2 separate regions of the Sus scrofa genome follow, and region 2 is linked to region 1. Evidence: chromatin contacts called from public Hi-C data. All regions are on one chromosome and are shown on one strand. The core of a region is the stretch at or near the end of the contact, and the rest is flanking DNA. Distances in the headings are between cores, read along the strand shown. Region 1 overlaps AMMECR1 (AMME syndrome candidate gene 1 protein). Region 2 overlaps LOC110257717 (a long non-coding RNA gene).

Evidence for each region. A called contact is a pair of places that touch in the nucleus more often than the background predicts.
Region 2: a contact with region 1 is called in a Hi-C map of omental adipose tissue, with 2.4 times the contacts expected there. The contact joins two enhancer-like sites. A contact is called at or near these places in 14 of 47 Hi-C or Micro-C datasets (alveolar macrophages, embryonic fibroblasts, fetal heart ventricle and 7 more) and 2 of 2 datasets of contacts at active chromatin or transcription factors (alveolar macrophages and skeletal muscle).

What each region holds. Positions count from the first base shown.
Region 1 is chrX:90,339,424-90,345,083 of Sscrofa11.1, forward strand. The region is part of intron 2 of AMMECR1 (AMME syndrome candidate gene 1 protein); the gene reads right to left. Among named protein-coding and RNA genes, the nearest start is that of AMMECR1, 78 kb to the right of the region's middle. Within about 2 kb of position 4,203, at least 5 of the 83 cell types and tissues checked have an H3K27ac peak or open chromatin away from gene starts, as enhancers often do. A contact at or near this core is called in omental adipose tissue, where this site is marked.
Region 2 is chrX:90,518,436-90,524,466 of Sscrofa11.1, forward strand. All of the region lies in intron 2 of LOC110257717 (a long non-coding RNA gene), which reads right to left. Among named protein-coding and RNA genes, the nearest start is that of RTL9, 32 kb to the right of the region's middle. Within about 2 kb of position 1,621, at least 12 of the 83 cell types and tissues checked have an H3K27ac peak or open chromatin away from gene starts, as enhancers often do. A contact at or near this core is called in omental adipose tissue, where this site is marked.

The DNA.
Region 1 (5,660 bases), core at 2,953-5,452:
AAATGATGCCAAAGGCACCAGGAACAACTAGAAAAATCAAGCAAGGAGCTTCCCAGCATAACGCAACACTGCCTGGCCCCTGGGACTTGTCAGCGTGCTGAAGTCACGCAGAGTCTATAAAGTGAGCAGATAAGGGTGGGGGAGCAGCAGAGCACACACACTGTGAGGGTGGCAAACACAGTCTTCATTACTGGCCTCCTTTGCATTTCTTTTGATTAATTTAATTTTATTGGAGTAAAGTTGACTTACAATGGTGTGTATTCGTTTTAGGTGTACAGTAACATGATACAGTCATGCATATAAATATATCCATTCTTTTTTCCCATATAGGTTCTTACAAACTATTGAGTAGATTTTCTTCTGCTACACAGCAGGTTCTTGTTGCATTTCTAATCCACTCCCTCCTCATCTCTCTTTATTCTTACACACTCCTAGGAGGTGTTGCTCTCTCCTCCTTGTGCTTTCTCCCTTGTTCTTTTCCCCTTGCAGTCCAATCCACCCATTCTCGCCCATCATTTTTCCCTAGCTGCTGAGCTACACAGAAGGATTGCTCAACAGAAAAGTTAAACATTTTTTAAATGGGGTATTTAATTCCCTTTTATCAAACTCTCACATCTAGAGAATCTGTCCCTGTTATAAGTTAGACATTATGTTGTGGTTGCATGTATCTAAATATGTCAAACTATAAGCTGGTCAGGGCAAGATAACTTCAACACCCCCTTTCAAGTAAATAGGACACCACCATGCCTAGATCCAGCATGGGAGAAATATGTGGTTCTTGATGTACTGCTAGAGCCTTCGGACCTTAAGTCAACGTACTTCCATATCTCTTAACCTGGAACAGATTTTACTTTAGTCCTTTCAACGAACAGGCTTTAAATGAGCCTGATCAAGCAGAAATTTTAACAGATATTTTAACTCTTCATCTCTTGTTTGGTTTATATCTTGATAAACCTAATTTTCAAAGGCAAAGAAAAACTTGTATAGTTTCCTTTTCTAATACCATTGAAAAATACTTAACTCTCCTATTGAAAAGGTCCTACTTTGATTTTGTTTCCATGAGACAAGCACATGGGGTAATAAAATATGTTGGAAAAGCTCTGCAATATGCTGCTGAAATAACGGCAATTGCTGATTCTGTACTTCAGTACATATTAGGAAAACCACAATAGATACTAAAAGGAAACAGCATCATTTAGGGATGGAAAAAATGCAATGGATAAAAGCCATGCAATTTAAATTATGGTCATGTGACAATAGCCTTGTCCCCCACAGGAGCAAAACTTGCCATGAATAAGTGGTGGCCCTAATGATTACTGATGGAAGAGAACATCTCTGACCATGAACTAATTAATTCCCCAACTATTTATTGAGTGCTTGCTATGTGCCAAGTACAAGTCTACAATAGGGGCATGGTATGTTCAGTTGCGGTCCTGTGGAGCACCTTGCTTCACAAAACTTTCACTATGGCACAACTGGCATTTACATGAGCCAACTCAGAGCACCTAATGATAAGTACAAGTCTCATAAACTAAGTCACATTTAAGAGATGTAAAAAGAGAGAGGGAGAGAGAGAAAGGAAAAGGCGCTTAAACTCACAGGACCTTACTGCTTTTAACTTTATGGATTCTAGCCTATACACAGAAAATCTACCAGGCTAAGCAAAGCCCTATAGAAACTCAAGTTAAACACTAGGTTTCTGCAGACTCAGAGAGAACAGACTTGTGGTTGCCAAGGGGGAGAAGGTGGGAGTGGGATGGACTGGGAGTTTGGGGTTAGTAGATGCAAACCATTACATCTAGAATGGATAAGCCATGAGGTCCTGCTGTAGCACACAGGGAACTATATCCAATCTCTTAGGATAGACTGCGATGGAAGATAGTATGTGAAAGGGAATGTATATGTATGTATGACTGGGTCACTTTGCTGTATAGCAGAAATTGGCACAACACTGTAAATCAACTGTACTTTAAATTTAAAAAACGATAGGTTTTTGACTATTTATATCTGTGTGTGTATTATATACATAATTTCATTAGGCCATCAGTGACTGTGCCCACTTTTGCTCACCATTGTATACCCAATGCCTAGCATTCAGCAGCTAGTGAGCACACGTTTAATGAGTGAAAGAAAGGATACAGGAAGGTAGTCTTGTATAGTCACGTATTTCATAAACATTTATTGGCAATATAATAAACATTTATTATTTACTTTATTAAACAGTCAACGTTCCCCTACGCTCTAAATATCCTTTTATTCATCGACTTAATTAACTGTCCACTGAAATGTGTTTTCCTCTGCTTAGCATCTATTAAATGCTGTTCATTTAGAAGGTGGTAACTGGTGTTTTGAGTCTCTAGTTAGATTACTGTGCATTCATAGTGCGGCACGGTTTGGCAACATTTTTCTGTCTAAAACTCACGGACTGCTATAAATAGATAATAATCTACTTCCCTGATAGAGTTACGGAGTTGCTTTGATCTCACAGGCCTTTCCCCTGAGGAAAACACAGATGCTTTGCAACCTGGAGAAGCTCAATGGCCTCTTATGTTTGCGGGGTGATTATTACTACTATTCTGCTATAGTTTGGAACATATAGGGACTCATATTCCTCGTCTATTTTTATGCCTTTCACACCTTCTTATAAAGGAACATCTTATGAACTGGATGAATCACAAGTCAGCAAGGGCAGGCACAGAGAAGAGAAGCACAAGATAACAGTCTCTCTAAATGAACACGGGTCTGAAAGAAATGAGACATCAGTTCACAAATTAAAAAAAAAAAAAAAATCCTCCGCCTACTCTTCCGGTTCTCTGTAGGATTTCAGGTGAGTAAGCGTCCAAGGGGGAAAGGGGACTTGTTGAAACTCAACCCTCAGAGGCCATGAGAATGATCTACATGGAGAAGAGCTGACTCTGGAGAAGACGGGTGGACCTCTGGTGCCTCTCGGGCGGGGCTGTCAGAAGGCTCGTCCATTATAAGAGGTTCTGACAACCCGCCGGGCTGATGGGGGTTAAAGCATTAGTATGCACCAGCACACGTTCCCTCAATCACATTAGAATTTAAAATTCCCAGGTCTGCTGTGCCTTTTATGAGAAATAATATTGGTTTAGAATGCTGCTCAGAACCTGCTCCACAAATCTGAGAGACCAGGGTGTAGCACCGCATTTTCCTTTGCTACTGCCATGGCCTCTCCCTCTCCCGTGTAACTAAAAGCCACTTCTTCTTAGACTTTGGTAAACAACGTGAAGGAAACTGAGAGAATATTTTCTGTGGACTTAACTTTCCTGGAAATAATTATCAGTGATGGAAAACAAACTCTTCGTAACAGAATAAAACGTCATTAATTTGAGCTCCACTAATTCAAAATCTGTGCTAATTCAAACAGACCTAGGCTGACAGGAAAAGAAAGGTCTGCTCCGCTAAGCAAATCAACTTTGTAATTAAGGCTGGAAGAGAAGTACAGGATTTGCTGAAAGAGAAACTATTTTCAGAACTTTGGAATTAACCATCTACATGCACTGTAACATCATAATTACACATTTTGTGTGTGTGTGTGTGTGTGTGTGTGTGTGTGTGAAAAAGCAGATCTCTGGACGATTGCTATTTGGCAACAGCCAGCCCTTGTTGAGTTACCTATGCCACTAAAATAAGCAAAACTATTTTTACAAGAAATATTACATTCATTCTTTATTGATCACACTGGACTTCCTGCAATTATTTTGAATTGGGGAGTCTGACTTTCACTTTGGTGTTGCTAGGCTACTCGCCTACAGTCACGGTCACACTCAAAGACCTCTGAGTACAAGCCTTATGGGAGATCACTAATAACTGACTCAGAAATATGGCTCAAGCCTCCTGACTGAGTTCAGTCACTTACTTACTGTCTGACCTGAAGAAGTAAACTTTTAAGACCTTGGGTTATGTCTAGCTGTAAGAAAGGGGGAGAAAGAACAACCACCACAAAAGCTTATGGCCCTTAGATTAGAGACCTACACATCAGAACAAACACAATCGAAGGTGAAGCAACAAAGCCCTTGGGAAACCTAAACAGTCAGTCCTTGTGAAACAAAGAGCAGATGAAAGCCCAACAAAGTAGCATCACTGTCCAAAGGAAGTATTCCTGACGCTGTTACTCCTCACACCTCCACACTGGCTCTCACTTCACTAGCACGGGGCAATCTTCCAGCTCCCTCTGTGAGCATGGCTCACTGCCCGAGAGGCCTAGTTACCCTGTCACAAGTTTAGGTCTGACCCTCTAATTATACTGTAAGCTCCTGGATTCGTACCGGTTTCCCTTAAGACATGCCAAACTTTCTCATCACGGATGGGTACTCTGCTAATTTTGCTTGGTTTGACATGGTAAGACTCCCTCTTGGCATATACAGAATTGTAAATCAGAGCAATACAATTTAAAAAAAATGGCCCCCAAATTTCTAGTTTCTGTAGAAGTCTTGAAATATCAGAGCCACGAAATGTGTTTAAGGAAATTTGGGACACTAAAATTGATAGGTGTCCCACAAAAATACTGAATAAAATAATCATAGGTCAATGTTCCAACAAAAGTGAAACGCTAGCCAGTAAATTTTATAGGGAAAAAATTCTTCGAAATAGTTTTGGACAAGAAAGTCTATACTCTCTCTTAAAATATCGGTCTCTTAATGCAAATCCAAACTACAGTGAGGTACCACCTCACACTGGTCAGAATGGCTGTCATTTAAAAGTCCGAAAATAACAGAGTTCCTGTTGTGGCTCAGTGGGTTAAGAGTCTGACTAGTATCCCTGAGGTTGCAGGTTTGATTCCTGGCCTTACTCAGTGGGTTAAGGATCTGGCATTGCTGTGAGCTGTGGCATAGGTCGCAGATGTGGCTTGGATCTGGTACTGCTGTGGCTGTGGCTGGCAGCTGAAGCTCCAATTCGACCCCCTAGCCTGGGAACTTCCATATGCCACAGGTGCAGCCCTGAAAAGCAAAAAAAAAAAAAAAAAAAAAAAAAAAAAGTCTACAAATAACAAATGCTGGAGAGGGTGTAGAGAAAAGGGACCCTTCCTACACTGTTGGTGGGAATGTAAATTGGTGCAGTGGTATAGCCACTATGGAGAACAGTATGGAGGTTCCTTAAAAAACTAAATATAGAACCACCTGGACATGTATCTGGAGAAAACTCTAATTTAAAAAGATCCATGCACCCCAATGGTCACAGCAGCACTATTTACAATAGCCATGACATGAAAATAATCTAAATGTCCAGCAATGGATAAAGACATAGACAGATAGATAGATAGATGAATATCCACACACATCTACAATGGAATATTACTTGGCCATAACAAATAATTAAATAACGCCTTCTCTAACACCATGAACAGACCTAGAGATTATCATACTAAGTGAAGTCAGAAAAGGAAAGACATAGCATATGATATCTCTTATATGTGGAATCTAAAATATGACACAAACAAACTCATCTACGAAATGGAAACATACTCACAGTCAGACCTGTGGTTTCCAAAGGGGAGAAGGGATTGGTGTCGGACGGTTTGGGAGTTTGGGATTAGCAGACACAAACTATTATACACAGGATGGATAAACAACAATGTCCTACTGTACAGCACAAGGAACTATATTCCATATCCTGAGATAAACCAAAATAGAAAAGAA
Region 2 (6,031 bases), core at 371-2,870, 180 kb after region 1:
AATACCTCCTTCATAAAGTCGTGAAGGGTAAATGAGTTAATCCCTACGGCATATCAACTAGACAGTACTGGCATAGAGCGTTCAATAACTGCCACCCGTTACTGTCCCCACGAATACTGTGATGATGACAGTGACAAGGTAGCCACAAGTAAGGATGAGCTAGATCTTTATATACTGATGCATTTTATATACTGATTGATGTCTCCAATACAGTATTGTGATAAAAGCAAGGTGCCGAAGAATTAGGATAATAGGATCTGATTTTCATGAAGGATATTATATGCTATTCATAGAGGAAAAACAAATCCGGAAAGATAGACAGACTGTCAACAGTGGTTACCTCTGCGGAGAGGGATGGGGGAGGTGGATTTTCACTTCAGTAATGATGAGAATTGTTTGAAACAAGCATGTGTGACTTTTATAATAAACAAAAGATGTAAAGGGAAAAAAGCTTCATTTGGAAGTCTGAGGACAGTTAATCCCACCAAGCCTCACATCCCCCAGTCCTTGGCTACAGCCCAAAAGTGAGCTTCCCTACCCATCATGTGTCCTCTCCCATCCCCCCACCCATTCTGCTCTGTGCTCCCCGCTCCCCACCAGCCCTGACTTATCCATCTCCCTCCTACTGCCCTCTCCCACTCTGCTCTGATCCCCACGGGAAGCAATTCCTCTTAAACTCTAAATAAGCCTCACAGCACAGGGCTCTCTACCTCTGCGTGTGGAAGCGCTGAAACCTGAATCTCCGCGGAGGAGCTCACGGCTTTGCCTGCAGCGCCCTCTGGTGGCTGGACACTGCTTACACTCCCACAGCACAGACACCCTAGGGCTGGGAGGTGGGGTCTGTGCTCTGGCTTTCCCCTGTTTGCGTCCAGATCGTTACTCCTCCGCCTTCGGCCAAGAACTCCTCCTTTTGATGCCATCTGGCTACAGCACCTTCTCTCCTCTCCTCTCCTCATCGACTCTTCTTTTTAGACACCCCCTCCTGGTCACACCATCCCCCTCACCCATTCAAGGAAGAGTTCGACATCTGGCTCACTGTCTTCTTCTCCACCCCAAGTTCTGACATCATCCTGGGTGAGTTGACATCCATGATCCATGTGCAGGACACACCCCCATTCTAGCCATACCATGCTTCATCATCGGTGGGAACTGCATCATCTCAGAGCCCCCCGCCATCCACATCCTGCCCACTGACCTCAAAGCTCATCCTTTTGCCTCAAGAGGCTCTCCAGGCTCTGGAGCCCCCTTCGTTCTCCCACCTCCTCCGCCTTTCCCACTCCCCTCGTTCCTTCCCCTTTCCATGCTTGAAAATGCTGATGATGATGATATAGAATGAATAGGTATGTGCCAGGCACATACTAAGCATCTTACAACATCCTTTTAATAACCTCATGTAATTCTCACAATAACTTTATGAGACAGGTACTGTTGTTATTTTGTTTTTTTGAACGAGGTGATTGGGACTCAGAGAGGTTGAATGACTTAGGCAAAGTCCCACAGCTAGTACAGGGCAGAGATGAGATTTGAAGCCAGGTCTGTTTGCCTAACTCCCGGAATGTAGACTTCAGGATCTTGCCTATATCCTCCAACTCCCTTGCCCTGTGTCTCTCTGACACATCCACTAGGCAAAAAACCAAACCTGGATAAATTTAACTGACAGCCTCCTCCTCTGTGCTTACACCCAGATGGAGGAACACTGCTGGAGAAAATCCCATCACTTTGTTGATTAGTCCCACTCAAAAGTCATAGTTTCCAACCTCAGCTGGGCCCTCGATTCGGCTAAACAATCCTCCTAAGTAACTGTCCTGACAACGGCACTTTCAAACTTTCTGCATTGCCCTCTGGAGTCAGACTGTCTGGGTTAGAATCCTGCCTCGGCCACTTCTATGATCCATACCGTGCCAGCCTTTAAGGAAGGGTGAGGTGGAAGATGAGGGAATGAGGGGAAGGGGAAGGAACATGTCTTGAGTGTCTTCGGGGTACCAGCCCCTGTGCCAGGAGCTTTGCATGCAGTATCTCATCCCGTCCTCCCCGCAGCGCCACACGGGAGAGGCTACTGTTATTATTCTTGCTTTACAGAGGAGACTGAGGCACAGAGAGGTTAGGTCACCTGGTAAGGCGGCACAGCGTGCTAAGGAGAAGCCATCTCCATCACTGAGACCCTCCTTATCTTGATCGATGACTGTGACAGCCTGCCAAGTGGTCCCCCTGTTACCTGTTTCATATCCTGCCATCTACCCTCCGTTCTGTGGCTGGAGCAATCTTCCTCCAACGTGGATCTGACTGCGCTACTACCCTGCTTCAATTCAATCTTTCCGAAGCTCCCCTACAGTCTTCAGAATGAAACCGAAACCTTTCATCTTAATGATTGCCCCCCCCCTTCTTCCTTTCTCGCGGCATCCACGGCCATCTGCCTAGGATCCAGCCAGTCTGAACTATTTTTGGCTACCTGATGACACCTTGTTTTCTCCTAACTTCATGTCTTTGTGTAGGTTCTGTCCGGTCTCCCCTTCCCCCACCCCGCTGTTCTCCCCACCTCTCCCACCTCGAATGCTTCTCTTCTGTGCGTTGTTCACAGTATTTATGCATTGATCACAGCGTGTTCTAATTTCCTGCTGACTTGTCTGTTTCTCCCTCTAAACTGGGAGCTGCTTGAGGGCGGGACGGTGACTTAGTCATCTCTGTCTCCGCACTCCCCAGGGCATAGCACCAGAGGCTGGTTCATTCCATGTTTGTCGAATGGCTGACTGACTGAATGAATGGAGTGAATGAGGGAAGAAAAAGCCCTCACTTGGAAAGTTTAGTGACATGATCTGTATGGTATCTGGTTCTTGGCTAAAGCTGCTGCAGTTTTTCCCTATGACTACAGTGCTGTAAAAATATGTCTGCACGTGGATAAAGACTGGAAGAGAACTTTCCACACAAAATTAAGAGTTGTGTTAGAGTGGTGAGTTGATGGATGCTTTTTTTTTTTTTTTCCTGTTTTCAAAATGTTCTTTAGCGCTGCTTTCTGAGTGTTTTGGCAACATAGCCGACATTGTAGAAATGGAATTGGGCTCCCATGCACGAGTTGACAACCAATGTGTATTGATGCCCTGTGGACCCTGTTGAGTTCTGGGCACTGTGGGGGAGGGCAGTGGGTAGAGGCGACTCATTCTGATTCAGGTTCACATGGCCAGGAGTCTTGCCAATTCGGTTGGATTTGCTGGAATAAAATGAGAACTTTCAAGAATTTTCCAAGCTCCTGGGTTGAGGTATTTTTTTTTTTTTTCTTCCCAAGCTGGGCAGCAAACAAAGATGGCTTTTGTTTGCAGTAAAATACTCATTCCTTCGATTTTTGTCCTGCACAGTGACTTTTGCAACTTTGGTGGTGGCAGTGGCGGGGGGGGGTGGTCAGGTTTACCGAGTGGGGAAACTGGAGTGCCCATGTTTTCTTGGTTTAGAAGTGACCAAACGTGTTTCTCCCTTGTCTGGCTCTCGAATAAAATGTTTAGGAATTTCACCGGCAAAACGATGAAATTGTTCCTTTGCTGAGGCAGAATTTCCAAAACTACATATCATGTGTTAAAGCAGAAGAGGCAAAAAAAAACCCAAACCAAAACAAAACAAAAAAACAAACGAAAAAAACTGGGACGCGGGATGCTCCGAGGTTCAGATGATGAGGACTTTGCCTTTGCTGGGTGCTTCCTCCCTCTGCTGGATCAGGCGCTGTGTCCAGGAATTTGGAGCTTCTGCATTTAAAACTCCAATCGGCCTTTGGGATCAGAACTGTTAGTATCCTCATGGTAGAGACGGTGAAACTGAGGTCCAAAGAGATTCAGCAATGAAATCCTGAGACTGGGCAGGGTTCAGCTAACGCTGCAGGCATGCTCTAACCCCTGGACTACCCCACCTCTAGGCTAGTCTTGCCACAGAGGGACAGAGGTAGACATTTATTTGTCTTTACCAAATAGTCCTATAGGGACAGAGGTATGCATTTCTTTTGATTTAACCAATGGTTGTATAGGGACAGAGGTATGCATTATTTTTACTTTTATTTATTTTTATTTTCTATTTTTTTGCCTTTTCTAGGGCCACTCCCACAGCATATGGAGGTTCCCAGGCTAGGGGTCCAACTGGAGCTGTAGCTGCTGGCCTACGCCACAGCCACAGCAACGTGGGATCCAAGCCGTGTCTGCGACCTACACCACAGCTGATGGCAACGCCGGATCCTTAACCCACTGAGCAAGGCCAGGGATCGAACCTGCAACCTCATGGTTTCTAGTCAGATTCCTTAACCACTGCGCCATGACAGGAACTCCTAAATTTTTTTTTTTTTTGGTATGCATTATTTTTAACAAACAGTCACACCAGGCACATGGAAGGTGCTTTACAAACACTAGCTCGGTGCATTCTCATAGACAACTCTGTAAGGAGGTACTGTTACTGACAGATGAGAGAACAGAGGCACCTGGAAGCTCAGTCACTTGCCTGGGGTCAGGCAGGTTAGTATGTGACACACCCAGAGTTACAGTCCAGGCGGCCACATTCTGGTGTCTGGCTCTTCATCTCGACGCTGTGCTGGATAGCACATGACACCCTGTGCACCGACTACACAGCTCTGGCTCAGAAACACTGAAGGCTCAAGTGTCTTTGTAGCTTTCAACAGATTCGCATTGGGCGAGGGTGTATTTTTTCCCCAGTAAAGCTGTGTTCTCTTCCCAGGGATCTTGAGTGTGTGTGTGTGTGTGTGTGTGTGTGAAATAAATACATCTCTCTGTTCCTCTGAAGCAAGACTAACCTCAAGGCCAGGTGGCTACATGGTGAAAGTTGTCCTGTCCCCGGTCGAACCCTGCTTTGAAGCCCAGTCTCCCAGTTTCCAAGGCGAACCTCTCTGAGCCTGAGTTTCAGCGTCTCTGCTGAAGGAGAAGGGACCTTTCTCCCGACACCTTCGCTTACGTCTGGGTTTCAGTGTCGGGGAGGAGACGTGGGTTTCCTCCACCGCTCGACCCTGGATGGGTCAGGGGCTTTTTGATGTGTCACGTTGCGGATCAAACCTGCCTCTTTTCATTCAGCGGAGACCTCAGGAGAACACCCTTTCCCAGGCAGTTTGCCCAGAGTCCCCGGGAGCGGCCCGCGTGTGCTTCCTACCCAGCTTGTCCCGCCTGGCCCTCCGCTCTTCCCATCCCCTCCTGCTTCGTTCCCCAGAGCCCTTCGCAGGGAGGGAGGGGGAGCTGAAGGGGGCGGCAAGTCCAGCCGCCAGCTTGAAAGCTTCATTTGACAGGGGAGGAGGCACATCTGGTTTGGGTTTTCGATTCAATTCAACAATGATTTATTGTGGGCCTGCCAGCTGCAGAGGTTCTGGGCTAGGCTGAGGCAGGGAGCGATGCAAAGATACGTCAAGTGTTATCTGTGCCCTTAAAGGAGTTGTATAGGTTGTAGCAGAGTGTAGACCTGCATGAGCAATCTCGACGCACCGGGCCCTGGGCTGAGCTGGCTTTTTTACCCCGTGTACGTTATGTCTTTGGACCTTCCCAACAGGTCCTGTGATGGGGCAGGGAAACTGTGATGACTTCATTTCACACGTTAAGGAACTGGGCCTCAGAGAGGAAGTGACCGGCCCAAGGTCACACGGTTAGGATGTGGTGGCACCAGGCCTGGAACCTAGATGTGGCTGGTTCCCAAGCCCACGCGCTCTTAACTGTTACTTCGCCCTGCTTCCCAGAGAGGATGAAGATGCTGCTGCTGCGTGACCCTTGCTAAGCTCCCTAGACCCAGGCTTGTGCTGAGTGGGCTGTGGATATTATTATTTCATTGGCAACTTCCAGAATCCTGAGGCAGGTTGTTGTGCCCTTTTCCAGAAGAGAAAACTGAGGTTGTTTAGGGGAGTGGTGGCCCTGGGTTTTGAACCTAGGTTATCCCAGCCCACCAGCCTACAGCCTAGAGGAGGCTATAGACAGAGGGTGTCAGGAGGGTTCAGGGACAAGGCAATGTGTTAGGCCTGGGAAAGTTTTATGGCGGAGATGGCATTGGGATTGGACCTTGAAGAGTG